Regions from separate parts of the Mus musculus genome. Here all the other regions are linked to region 2. The links are chromatin contacts, called in public Hi-C and promoter capture Hi-C maps. All regions are on one chromosome and are shown on one strand. Each heading gives the region's core, a stretch centred on a gene start, on an enhancer-like site or on the middle of the called end of the contact. The rest is flanking DNA. Distances are from core to core; before and after follow the strand shown. Region 1 holds the start of Acp6 (acid phosphatase 6, lysophosphatidic). Region 2 holds the start of Phgdh (3-phosphoglycerate dehydrogenase). Region 3 holds the start of Gpr89 (G protein-coupled receptor 89).

The links. Promoter capture Hi-C pulls out the DNA fragments that hold promoters and counts their contacts. Hi-C and Micro-C count contacts between places; a contact is called where the count stands out from the background.
Region 1: a Hi-C map of B cells shows a contact between it and region 2, with 6 read pairs. The contact joins the promoter of Acp6 here to the promoter of Phgdh in region 2. A contact is called at or near these places in 1 of 39 promoter capture datasets (pre-B cells) and 1 of 484 Hi-C or Micro-C datasets (B cells).
Region 3: a contact with region 2 is called in a promoter capture Hi-C map of pre-B cells, with 2.3 times the contacts expected there. The contact joins the promoter of Gpr89 here to the promoter of Phgdh in region 2. A contact is called at or near these places in 1 of 39 promoter capture datasets (pre-B cells) and 1 of 484 Hi-C or Micro-C datasets (B cells).

Annotation. Positions count from the first base shown.
Region 1 is chr3:97,157,150-97,161,814 of GRCm38.p6, reverse strand. Acp6 (acid phosphatase 6, lysophosphatidic) reads right to left here and starts at 3,038. Exons shown (of 10, transcript NM_019800.4): 1 at 2,450-3,038. The coding sequence starts at 2,647. It overlaps n-TEctc12 (a tRNA gene), which reads right to left and starts at 3,730; the gene lies at 3,659-3,730.
Region 2 is chr3:98,337,123-98,341,862 of GRCm38.p6, reverse strand. Phgdh (3-phosphoglycerate dehydrogenase) reads left to right here and starts at 1,894. Exons shown (of 12, transcript NM_016966.3): 1 at 1,894-2,168. The coding sequence starts at 2,031.
Region 3 is chr3:96,903,448-96,907,798 of GRCm38.p6, reverse strand. Gpr89 (G protein-coupled receptor 89) reads left to right here and starts at 2,501. Exons shown (of 14, transcript NM_026229.4): 1 at 2,501-2,617. The coding sequence starts at 2,576.

The DNA.
Region 1 (4,665 bases), core at 1,789-4,288, 1.2 Mb after region 2:
TGTTCAACTAAGTTCCATGATTTTATTTCCAAAGCACAGATCAACTGTTACCCAAACCGATAAGAAAACAATTCAGCCAAACTTGTATTGTTTCGAACAATGCCTCTTTGTAAGGACCCGTGAGAAGACTGACCTGATGACAGCACGCCTGTCTATAAACCAGTCAGAAATCAGAAATCGTAGCAAAGGTAACTTTAGTCTTATCATTGTCGCTGTGTAGTCTGTTCTGACAAGAGCAGAATAAGGAAGGCTAGAAAACTCAATAACCATGGATTTTGAAAAGAAACCTTGAGAGACAATATCCAGAAACAGGTTCAGATATATATATATACATACACACACACACACACACACACATATATATATACATATATATATACACATATATATACATATATATACACACACATATATACATATATATACATACATATATATACATATATATACATACATACATATATATATATATACATATATATATACACACACACATGATATATAACATATATTCATATATCCTATTATATTAGAGTCAGTCACAGGAGGCTGATGGCATTTCCTCACAACCAGAGCTGGCTCCATCCCAGGCTTTTATTCACAGAACTTTATCCAAGAAAACCAGACGTGCTTTCTGCCTAGGGCTGGCGAGAGAACTCGCAGCTAAGCGTGCTTGCTCTGGGGACAGCAGCCAAAGCACCGCCACGAGGAGCAGAACCACCTGTAACTCCAGTCCCAGGAGAGCCAACGGCCTCTTCCAGCTTCTCTGGCCTACACACCCACACACCCCTAAGTCTTTTTTAAATTTAAAGTAGCAGCCTACAGTCTGCCGTGTATGAGTGGGACGTTAAAGCAACGGTCCTGCTCATTCTACAAAGCAAGGCCATGGAACTACATTCTCCACAGTTTGGAGCTACAGGAAGAAAAGCTAACGAAGCTGGGATTATTGGGAGCTTCCACCATAAAGGTGTAAGATTCCCATCACACACCAACTGGTTCACACACGTACACACACACTCCCTGGAAGGATTTAAACCTTTTTTTTTTTTTTTTTTTTCCAATTCAAAGAGGCAGGAGTAATGTAATGAATATCTTCCCAGTAATGAACTGAGTGGGGTTGGTTTTCTTCCCAGTCCCCTCAACAAAGAATGGGGATAATTTGTCAGTGAAGCCAGTCCTATACTGGAATCCACCAGTTCTATACTGGAATCCACCAGTTCTATACTGGAATCCACCAGTTCTATACTGGAATCCACCAGTACAGGCTGGTATTGATAGGTATTTGCACTGTCTATATACACTGGGTCTAGATCCAGACAAACTTTTATTCTCTGCTATTACTGCTAACTTTGTCTAAAACATAAATATATCTCTCTAACACTCTTTAATAAGAATAGAGAGAGAGGAGGGGTGCAAAGAGGTGGGCATGTGTAGACAAAATGATAAGACAACCTGAGAGATCTAATGTTAAAGGCGTAGAGTGGGTTGCAGTGCCAGACAGAAAGTAGTACAGCCATAGGAACAGGCTAACTGGAGACCTGGTAAACAAACACCTGCTAAAAGATATTTATTTATGTGAGAGCTGCCCTGGTTGCTTGGCTTTTTCATGTGTAACCCTCTTTAAAGACCAGATCTTGGGTTGAAACTATAACTCACAGCCCTTCAGGAAAACAGAAATGACCATTAAGAGTATTTGCAACTGAACAAATACAGACTCCATGGGTAAATTCAACCCGGGGTGTTAGGGACTTCTGGTGCCCTTTTCTTGTATACTGTTAGGGGTTATTTTTTAAACAAAAAGCTAATTATTTGTGCTTTAATCATAATTATCCTGACTTATAGCCACAAAATTAGTTAATTAACTTTCCCTCCTTCTTACCACAAATCCTTTCCAGATTTCTAAACCTGACCTTAAAGAACCCCAAGATACAGTCCTTGTCCGCAATAAGACTTCACAAGATCTCAAATGGTCTCTGGCAAGCCCACAAGAAAAATCTGTATTAAGATCTGGTTCCAAAGGTGCCAGCTTGCTCTGTACTGCGGAAGCACTAAAGGTATCTCCTGGTACAATGATCTCTGTTATTAACAACCAGGCACTTACAAGGTCCTTGAACTCAAGTTCAACCACAGAACTACGAAACGTGACCCAACTCCACATCCGCAGAATCAGAATCTGCATTTAAATAAGAACCCCCGCCTGGGACATTCTTATGCATCTTTGAAAAGTTTCACTACACCAAGCAACTGAAAGTTTGGGGGGCAGGGGCTGCCCTAGCCAGGAAGGCTTACACACCACACCGGTGGTTTGGGATGAGCATGGGATGATGACTCCAGGCCACAGCCTGAGGGCCAGTCTACTGTTGTTTCCCTCTGGTCTGGACCCAGCCCGAGCCCCGACGGGGGACGCTAAAGTGTGTCCCCAAGAACCCCTCTGTGGGCCGCCTCTCACCTGCTCCTCCAGCGGGAGAGGCTTGAGCGGACTCCGTGCCCCGTGTCGAAACACCACCTGCACCATTTTCAGCTCCAGTAGGTTGCGGTCCACCGGACGCTGGCCATTAGGAGCCCGCTGCTCGGCCAGGGCCACCCGCCGCTGGTGGAAGCAGTAAGCCAGCGAGGTCAGGACACCCACGGGGACCCACACGCGCATGATGGAGGCTGTGGAAGCTGAGGGCTCCGCAGGCAACGCGGCTCAGCAGCTACTCAGAAGTTCGCGGGAACTGGAGGGCAAGTGCATCCAAGCTCTCAGAACAAGCGACTCTAGCGGGGCGACCCAGCGACAGTCAGGCCGGAGGTGGAGAGAAAGGGGTGGGAGCAGAAAGATTGTCTAGTAGTTTAAGCCTAGCGTCTGCCGGCCGCCCCTACTGCATGCAGGCTCAGTCAGGGCAGTTACTTGGACCTGAAACTTGCACTTCAAACCGTGTGAAGGGGAGGCCGCAAAAGCAGAAGTTCCTCGGACACCCGGGATTCGGGTCCACATTTTATAACCAAGCTCCCCACGCAATCTCCTGACCTCCCACGGACCTGCTCCAATTAAGTCTGCGCACAGGAGCACGGGAAAGTGAGTCCTGAGACTTCGTCCGATCTGGAAACTCAGACCCGTAAAAACTACAACTTCCACAATGCTATGCGCGGCCGAGGTCCCCAGGGAGGGCAGTTCCGTCGGCCCCCCGCCATGCTTAAGGTCCCGCCCCCCCCCCCCACGCCTCCCACGTTCCACTCCCAGTCCCGCCAGTCTTCAATTTAAGGCTGCCAAGAAGCCCCGGGTAATTAAGGGATTTCGTCTGTTTTTTTTTTTTTTTCCCTTGAGGCTTTGCCTGGGGTGAGTAGGGAGGAAATGAGGGTAAGGGGAGGCAGTGTTAGGATTGGTGGGCAAGGGGAGTAGTTTGAATGTGGAAGAATTCCCTGAAGTCCCCAAAGCAAGATTACTAAAGTCAAGACCTGAAACATCTATCAGCTGAGTGCTTCCTATTTGTGAAATTCCCTTTCCCCATTTTGTTTAAGAAAATTGAGCTAGGGATGTAGTTCAGCGGTAGAGCACTCTCGGGGCATGCGCAAAGCATTAGAGCCAGCGGTTTTTTTGTTTTGTTTTTGTTTTTTGTTTTTTCTCGAGTGATTATTAAGTACTTTTTTTAGAAAATTGTGAGAGAAAAAACAGTATTTCCCTGACCGGGAATCGAACCCGGGCCGCGGCGGTGAGAGCGCCGAATCCTAACCACTAGACCACCAGGGAAGTTAGGAGACAGAGGCTTGAGAGGGAAGATAGTAGACCTGGATTGGAGCCACCAAAGAGTGTCAGGAGAGGCCTGGAGGAATGGCGGTAGTGTTGTCAACATCTGAAGGCATTCTCCTAATCTTTTAACTGCGGAACAGTATCGTGGGCTTCAACTTCGAAATGAATTTCAAAGCAAACCAGTAAAAAATAGACTTGAAGTCTGTTTGGAATGGAAAGAAAAGCAACAGGAAAAAAAAAAAAAAAAGAAAAAAAAAAAAGAACATAACACACCTTACATGGCTATGGGCTTCTCACAGAATAGTCTCAGTTTATTAGAAGCCATTTGTAACCGATTTTAGGCAAAAGAGCTATGACAGAGAGATGCTTAGTGAGAGAACAAGACACCTGTGGATGGGTCTGGGCTTCCCATAAGAGATTCACAGCAAAATGTCTTAGCAGTTACCAGATACATTCTTTTAGTGACTCTCAAGATACATCTTGGCCCTGCGTGGTGGTGCAGGCCTTTAATTTCAGCATTCAGGAAGCAGAGGCAGGCATATCTTTGTGAGTTCAAGGCTAACCTGCTCTACAGTTGAGTTCCAGGATATCCAAGGCTACACAGAGAAGCCATGTCTGGGGAAAAAGAGAGAGAGAGAGAGAGAGAGAGAGAAGCACACCCCACCCCACCTCCTTCACATCTGGAAGGGTTGCTACACTTCACCCTGACCCCTTCTGGTTTCTGGTGCAACTAGAGGACAACTTCAGGGAACCTCATCTAGATTAGAGTCTGCTAAGGTAAAACCAGGAGCCCCTGCGGTTTCTAGTGAGAGTCTCAGATTGTGGATTTACAGCCACAAGGGGAGAATGGCCTTCAGTAAAGGAATCCTTGCTTGATGACTAGTGAGAGTGGGGACCCCCTTGTCTTCTTGTGTCCCAATAGTTTTCCTTGCCCT
Region 2 (4,740 bases), core at 645-3,144:
GTGTCCAGTAGCACATTAGATCTTACGTAATTGAGTTCTCAATGAGGATAGGTAGGGTGTGTTCATGAACACTGATGCCATAGCCAATAAGAATGTACAGGAACCCAGAAAAGTCTACTCAGTGAAGAAGGGTGGGGTCACTGTAATCCCCTGTGTGGGGCTTCTCTCTTTGACCTGGGGCCAGGTTGTAAGGTCATAGGCACATCAATGAAGTCTCTCCTAACAGGCCAGAGATCTTCACCAGGGCTGCCAACCCCAGCTCAAGGGCTCACAGACAACAGGAAATCATCTCTTGTTTTATTGTTCTAGACAAAATCTCTGGTAGCCTAGGATAGCCTGGAATCAATTTTGATTCGGCTCTGATCTCCCTGGAAATCTACGTCCCAAGTGCTGAGATCACAGACGGGTGTCATCGTGCGGGATTGGCACGGGGATTTTTCTCCATTAAAGTTTCAATTCCAGGGTTCTCCACAGTGTCTCAAAGGATACCCGCCACCTGACATGTCAGCTGACTGGCTTAGAGTGAAGGGGTGCAGGGCACACTAATCCCCAAGATGTCTTTCTTATCTCATCCCCACATCGGACACTTCCCTACTGTCAGGCTCACGTTACGGAGAAGAAAGCAAAAGCCTGGAGAGATACTTTCAGAGTCCGTTTCTTCTTCTTCTTCTTCTTCTTCCTCTTCTTCTTCTTCTTTTTGTTTGTTTGTTTAAGAAGCTGGAAATCAACCCCCGCTGGATCATTGATATTCTACCCGAAAAATTATCTGCTTTACTTCTCACTGTGCAGGTTTGGGGCTCACCACTGGTCTCCAAATAGAAAATTAAGTCGGCTGCTCTCCTCCGGTCCCTATGAACCCTGTTACTGTTACTCTTATCCGGAGAGCCAAGGGCATCCGAGCTGGCCTGCTGTGGCTGCTGAAGTCTCTCTTTTCCCAAGGGGCTGGGCCAGAGAAGGGAAAGGAAGGAAAGTCTAGAGGAAAGGGCAGAACTACTTCCCCAGTTCTTCCAAGAAGGCCAGGGTTCCTGTTTTGTGGATGGAGGTAACAGCACAGGCAGAGGACTTGTCAGTACATAGTTCTGAAAGAGACTCTCTTACTTACATTTGATGTTAAGATTGTGAGGTATAATAGTAAGGGGTGTTATTTATATAATATAATCAAGGCTGAATTTACCTAACAGATTTAATCCCTTCTAAAAAAAAAAAAAGTAATCATCTAACTTCTAAAGACTAAAACCACTACCACCCTTGTACTTCTCTCCCCCTCCCTGACTCCCATCTGGGGCTGACCTGGAACTCCTGGGTTCAAGTGGTCCTCCAGCCTCATTCATGGCCCTTACTGTATCTAGATTTAATCTTAAAGTCTTTTGGGGGGTAAGGAATAAGAAGCCCTTGCCTTTCCCAGACTTGTCTCTCATCTCCCACTGGGATTGGTGGAAGGCAAGAACCAACTCTTATGTACACACACACACACACACACACACCTTGTTCCTTAATCTCCTAACGGTGTGTGTGTGTGTGTGTGTGTGTGTGTGTGTGTGTGTGTGTGTGCGTTGCTGAGAATCGAACCCGTGGCCTTACTCAGTCTAATTATGCTCAACTAGGAGTTATAAATACCCAGCCAATAAATGGTCTTTAAGAGGAAAGAAGTTACTATGAGATTTAATTCCCTCGTGGAGACAGCGTATTTCTGTTTATTTCCAATATAAATCAGCCTGCTGGCATAAATCGTGCGTGTTAAAGCTCACCCGGGGCAGGTAAGGGCTTCACTGCTGGAAGTGTAGTCTGTGTAGGATTTAAAAAAAAAAAAAAAAATGTGTGGGAGGCTCTGCCCGGGGAGGCGGAGTCAGCAGAGTTTAAGCATTTCTGACCAATCAAAAGGAGACTGTTGGCGCGAGGAGGGGGAGGATAAAGGGGGAGCGGGAGATCGAGAACCCTGCCCAGTCACCGGAGCCAGCCCTGCTTGCAGTTTCCTGAACTAAGTGCTTCTGCCCACCCACAGCAACTGATTCTAAGGCCTGACTCTAGCAATGGCCTTCGCAAATCTGCGCAAAGTACTCATCAGTGACAGCCTGGACCCCTGCTGCCGGAAGATCCTGCAAGATGGAGGGCTGCAGGTGGTGGAGAAGCAGAACTTGAGCAAGGAGGAGCTGATAGCTGAACTCCAGGTAAGGCGAGCCGGACACAAGCGTAATCACCGGGCATCTTTATGGCCAAACCCGCTGACCCCAGTGGTTCCAGGGCTGTCCTCCCCTATCTTATCAGTTGGTCCCGGGGCCTCCGGAGATTCGGGACCAGCAGTGGGAGGGAGGAAAAGCAGAGAGGAACGAATGGCCTGGAGGTGCAGAATGCAAACTTTTTGTGCTTTTTGCTACCGCGTGTTTCTTGCCGGCGCTGCAAAGTGCAGCTGCTCCATCTGGTCCTGCGGGATGCCAGAACCTCTCTCGAATGCCAGAACCTCTCTGGAGCTTTCGTGCCTGGCGACCCAGGCTGCGAGCTCCCGGCTCGGGGTGCTACACGCACACCATCCCTGCTCAGTGCAGACTCCTGGGGTGGGGGCAGGGGGCGCGGGGCGCTGGCTCTGCTCCTGCGGGTCCCGTGGCATTTGTGGCAGCGGACTCGCACCGCCTTTTGTCTGATGCAAGACCTTGGCGCTCTTTCCCCCGCCCCGGGGAGCGCTCGCAGGATTCCGGGCGGCCCGGGGGTGCAGCCGGAGCCCCGCGCCGCCCACGCGGCCGCCGCCGGGAGTCAACCTCCACCATTGGCTTCATTGCCGATCAGGCCCGACTTCACTACATCAGAATCCTGTTCCAAGCGCAGTTGGGACAGGTTACTTCTACGAAGTCTTCGGAGCAAACCTCTAATCGTTATAAAACTTAAAAGTCTTTCACTTATTTGAAAAGCTTGTGTAAATCGGGTGACTTTGTTCAGACGTAAGGAAGGGGTTTCTGCTTTGTGAGCACTTCAGTTCCTGCCCTTCCTGTAGATCTAATCCATCCAGGTATGCTGTCTCGTCCCAGCTGTACTGCCCCACCCCCAAAGTTCCACGTGCTCGCTTAGGGCCTGCAGCCAGGAGGAATGTACCAGTCTTCCTGCTCAGGCTGAGGCCTCAAACCGCAGAGACCAAGCGGGGTTGTTCTTGCAACCCTGGAAACTCTCTGAGCTCGCTTGTCTATTTCTCCCAAGACCCTTCCCCGCCCCCAATCCCTTTTCCTCTACCGAGCTAATAGCCACGTGCCCAGCAGCCCTTATTCGCAGACTTTTTCTAGGCCTGGTCTTTAAGAAGCTTGAAAGAGCTAGGTGGAGATGGCACATACCTTTAATTCCAGCACTCAGGAGGCAGAGGCAGGTGGATCTCCGTGAGTTCGAGGACAGCCAGGACTACACAGAGTAGTCTTTTCTCTGTCTCAGAAAGAACAAGAAAAGTGAAAATGAGCTGGCTGGCTCATGCCTAGTATGAAGGAGGCTGAGTTTGATTATCTCCGAGTTCAAGACCAGCCCGAGCTACAGAATGAGACCCTATCTATAAAGCATGACAAGAAAAGGAAAGGGGGGGGGGAGTTGTAGGTTTCTTGGGGAATAAGGCCCAACTCTGAGACAGCTAGTCAGGTGACAGTTCTGAGACAACAAACAGTGGAGCCTGTGGGAATGGAAAGTCCAGGGAAGGGATTGTTGTTATGGTCTTTATGGGTGGCTCAGGCTGTGACTCTTAGAGTGGATAGTACCCATGGAGCCATGCGTCCTTCACATGTCCTGTGACAGTGACCTTGATTCTAAAATCTAAGCAGTGGGCTGAGCAGGAAGGCTGTAGAGTGGCTTTCAGGCCACCAGTGGCAGCAGGCTTTGCTGCTTTCTAGGGGCAGTGAGAAATGTTATATCCAATAGAGGGGCGGGAGGAGGGGGTGTGAGGAGGGTGAGGAGCAGGCCAGGCCTGAAGGGTAGGGGTGGGAGTCCAGTGCTAGAAATGCAGGGTGCTTTCAAGCAGCAGAGACACTTGGCAGGAAAGAAGAGGAGGGTGGGTGCCGCTGACTTGGCTGGCTGGTCTCAGCCTTTAGTGTGCCTTGGCAAAATACCCAGTTCAGAATGCCAATTCTAATCTTGGATTACCTGTAGAAGGACCCACATTTCCATCGTCTCTCCTCATTTTATCTCCTTCTGAGAGTAGCCTGGCAAAGTGTCTCCTGCCAGGCCCCATTTTAATCTTTGCAGTAAGAGGCAAGGGTTCCCCCTTGCTGGAACTGGCCTCTGCTGCTTCATATTCTGGTCATGCTGTTCGCCCTAAGCCCAGGGAGATGTTACCATTCACTCTCTTCCGTAGTGATAGACCGCCAATCACCAAGACGGAGCACACTGGGGCACTGAGTTTTGTAAGTCATGATCGGTGTTATGGAAAACAGTAGAGACGCAATAATATTGATAGAGTCTTGTTTCGTGTGTGGGGTTTCAGTTCCCTGTACTGGAATGGGTGTGAGGGCACGTGGATGTGTGAGTGTATGAGCACAAAGACACAAATTAGAGCAAGTTAGAGGGCTCCTTTTTCTTATATCACAACCATTATTATTTGAGACAAGGATTCTGCGCGCGAGCACACACACAAACACACACAACACAACATGCTCTGGATGTGATGAAACATGCCCATGTAAAATCCTATTACTTGGGACACTGGAACATCGGGATTGCCACATTGCAACATCATTTCAAAAACCTAAAGAGAGAGTAGGAGAGGGAGGGAGGCAG
Region 3 (4,351 bases), core at 1,252-3,751, 1.4 Mb after region 2:
CACTAGCCTGCCAGTCTAGTCTAATTGGTAAGCTCCAGGCCAATGAGAAACATTTTCTATACACATACAAGTGCACATACATGTGCATATATGCACAGACATGCATTAACAATAAAAAGAAATTCTTTTATCATGTAAGTGTATGATATACTGTCTGATAGAAAAACCATTAAAAAATCAACTATGTACATCTAGAAACTAGGCAGATGACTGGGCAATAAACTACTTGCCATGACAGCATGCAAAATAGGGTTCAGGTCCCCTGAATTCTGGTAAGAATGCCAAGCAGGGCCGCACATAACTGTAATCCCAATGCTAAAGAAATGGAGACAGAAGGATCTCTGGGACTTGCTGGGCAGCGAGTCTATCCAAATCAGCAAACTCCAGGTTCACTAGAAGATGCTGTCAAAGCATAAGACAAAGGACATTGAAGGAAGGTGCAGGAAGGCACTCAGTGTTCACCTGTGGTCTCTACATGAACATGTGAGCACACATACATATGTGGATACATATCAGGATACCCAATACCGAGTATCTCAGACTTCAAAATACACCAGTATTGCACTCCTGTCTGACTGTCTAGCCAAAGTCGTGATGTTAAATCCCACGCCACGATAAGGTAGGTACTTATCTAAAATGAGTGAATGCCAAGCCGACATCCACCTTCCTAGAAAGGTGGTTAGTCTTAGAGCAAGAAGCACTTTCTGTTCCACGCAGGCACAGAGGATAGGTGACCAGAGGTTCAGAACAATCCCTAGTGTTGCTTTCACGTATCAATCCCAACTTACATATTCAATTTTAAATTTCATCTCTGTGTGTGCTTACTTAAGTTCACAAATCCTATAGATCAAATTAGTTAGGCATAATAATTATACAAGTACAATTTCCCAGTGTCCTCCACTATCCCACAGCTTTGAATGACAGTTGAGTGCCACATTGTAGGCAGCTATCTGCTTCCCTGAGAGATGGGACCAGGAACACAGAGTTCTGTGATTTAAGAGACTCTCATGGTAAGGCAGCCTCCACAGCTCCCTGGCACTCTGGTACAGGTATTTGGTATTTGATATGTAGTTTGTGCTGTGTGCTATCTGGTTTTATGTCAATTTGACACAACCTAAAGTTATCTAAGAAGAAGGAAACTCAATTGAGAAAAATGCCTCCATAAGATTGGACTGGAAGCAAAATTGTAGAGCATTTTCTTAATTAGTGATTGGTGATAGAAGGCCCAGTCTATTGTGGGTGTTGCCATGTCTGAGTTATACACATATGAAGCAGGCTGAGCAAGCCACAAGTAAGCCAGTAAGCAACACACACACACACACACACACACACACACACACACACACACCCATTGCCTCTGCATCAGCTCCTGCCTCAGGATCCCTGCCCTGTTTGAGTTCCTGTCATGACTTCCCTCAAAAGGGAACTACAGTGTGAAAGTGTAGGCTGAAATAAACCCTTTTCTCCCCAACTTGTTTTCGGTCATGGTGTTTCAACACAGCAATAGTAGCCCTAACTAGGACAGGCTGCTTGGTAAGACAGGCTTCAGATCAAAGGAACAGGGGTCTTTCTTTATGTGTGGCAACCTGGGGGAATGTTCTTGTTTATTTATATTATAATCTGAGCACTCACTTTCTAGATACCAGCATCCCCTGCAACATACACTTGCACCCTTACAAGCCTTGACTGTAACTAGTCTTTACAATAAGACTAGCTAGGGTTCTAGTGGGAAAAGTCTAAGTCCCATTGTAGTATATTAAGCCTTCATAAATGGAGTATCTAATGGAAGGAATTATAATTCACTTTGTAGTTGAGCCACAGCCACTCAGACTGTGTTGGGAAGGGGGAAACTACTTTCTAACATAGCCCACCTTTAAGACTCCTACGTAATTATTATTTTGAATTAAAATCTGTCTTCATGTAATTTCTCGTCCTTTGGCCTAATACTCCACACCCTAAAGCGCCAACTATAATGGCGGTCTCATTAGAGTCCAATGAGTGCACACTCTTATAAGCCGTGTGCTTTTGACGTTATCATATCAGAAATTTACTTAGCTATGTTTGAGAAGACTCTTACGTTCCTGTCCACCATCCTTTCGCTTATAGATGTCACACTGCTTTTTAAACCAAGTAAAATCTGTAACATCTGCAACACACTACTTGACTTAAAGCCTCACTCGCTATGTTAACTTATTTTTACTTTCTGCCGTGTTGGGAATGTCACTGAGGACCTCGCACAACTCTCACCCCAGTGTTTCTAGCTATGAAAAATATAAAAATAATTTCATTATATTTAATGGCAGTGCCACTTAAAGCAAATGTTACCTCTCCTCACCTCCTTGTGCCTACTAAGAAGAAACACATCTGCTTTGAGTCTACCCAGCGGCTTCCAGCCCTGCCCACCCTCACCTTCCAGGCAAACGGAGAATGCGGCCGCTGATTGGCTGGCTAGGGCGCATCTTGATGACGTAAGCACGCGCCAGGCCAGGCCGCCTACCACAGCAGGTGGACAGGTCTTAAGCCGCGGCTTCTCTGAGGGGTAGACAGCTGGGCATGGGCCTCCCGAGGCTTCGCCATGAGCTTCCTGATCGACTCCAGCATCATGATCACCTCCCAGGTGAGCCTTGGGAGAACCTGGATTTGCTCAGCCCGCTCCCTTGCCCGGGTGGCGAAGGCTGACGTGTGGTGCTGTCACTCACCTAGCGTGCGTCCCCAGACTCTGGGGAGGGCCTGGCTGGCCCCAGCGCTGAGCCGGTGCCATGCGGGGGTCAGTACCCACGGCGCCCCGAGGCTTCCGGGCAGCTCCGCGGACCACGGAGCCTGGAGAAGCTTGGCTCCCGGCGGGAGGCCCACGGCAGCGTGCCTACCAGGGCTGAGGACCGGGACGGGTATGGGCTTTGCAGGATCCGGGTGCTGACACGTTTGCCTCCGCGAGGTCCAAGTCTGAGCTTTCCTTTGTGCAGTGACACCTCATCTTTCGTTCTCTGGTTGCTGTTCACTCTTTGCGGGTCGCGGTCGACCCACGTTTTCTTCTCACTTGGCCACCTCTATCTACCGTTAAACAAAACCGAAGAAGTATAAACCACTGGCAAGTTCTGCTCGCTTCGTCTAGTGAGCCTCTTGCTTTTCCCATCAGTCGTGTCTCTCCAGGGTTTCCTCCCACCCCACCCCAAGTGTTTATGATAGCCCTGATATCATGTATGTATTTATGTGCATAGCCATGTACCCACTTTCAAATGCAAGCACTCACTAAGCAACTGCAGACGCTTCTTTGCTTGCATTATCGCTCTCACCCCGCATCTTTCCAGTAAAAGATTTTTTTTTCTCTTCATCGCATCCAAATGGCAAGGGAAAGAAACAGTTCCCCTGAGGGACGTAAGTGAGGTACATCCTTGAATTTAGGGTTTGTGCAGCTGCATCCCAATGCTTCCCTCAGCAGAGCATTGCCCTCACCTCTTGAAAACGTCGGTAACAACACTTAAGAAAATGTAAAACAAGAAAAAGCCAACCCATTTCACCACTCTAATACAGTAACCATTTTTCCCTTTTCAAAATTAATACCTTTCAAGTACATTTGACTGCTTTTGTTGCTAGCATAGTGTTCAAATCTGTAAATACACAAAACTCTGGACACTCTGCCTTCTGCTTCAAATCTCTCTGCGCCTCCCCTGTTGTCCTTGATAATGACACAGAGTGGCTTTCAGCCTTACTACCAATTCAAGAAAAAAAAAAACATTTAAGTTTTAAGAGTTTTTCCCCCCACAGGTAAATATAAATGTCCATTCCCAGCTTGTTAAAGAGTACAAAAATAAGAGTATAATTAGAAAATTTCCATGCACTTTCACCTGTGAGATTAACATGAACATAATTCAAAAGTTCCCAAGAATATGGCTTTCTAAACTTTTATGCCTTAAATTTATAATCTTTAACTTTTACAAATATATCCACATGAAATATTAAATTTAACCAACCAAAGTGCTGAAATCTAAAACCCAAACAATCCTTTGCGTCAAATGTTCCCTGTCTTTATATGTTTTGGGGCTACTTTGCCATCATTGAGGTGTTAATTAAATGAAAATGTCACCACAGGGAGGCGTAACTTGTCCCCTATCAATAACCAAAGGGGCCTTTCATTCCAGCCACTTTCTTTCTCATGTATGTTTTATTTTCCTTCCCCATGAAATCCAAGATAGTATCTTTCTTACTCTCTCTTGTATTCCCTAGCATCTGACCCATTTGGTGGCAGAGTGGAGGCCAAGTAAGGCCTTAGGGAAATGTGGTTAACAGGAAAGCAATGCATGCACCATTTTTCCTGTTCCATATGAACTGGAAGGTTTATGTGGTATGAAAT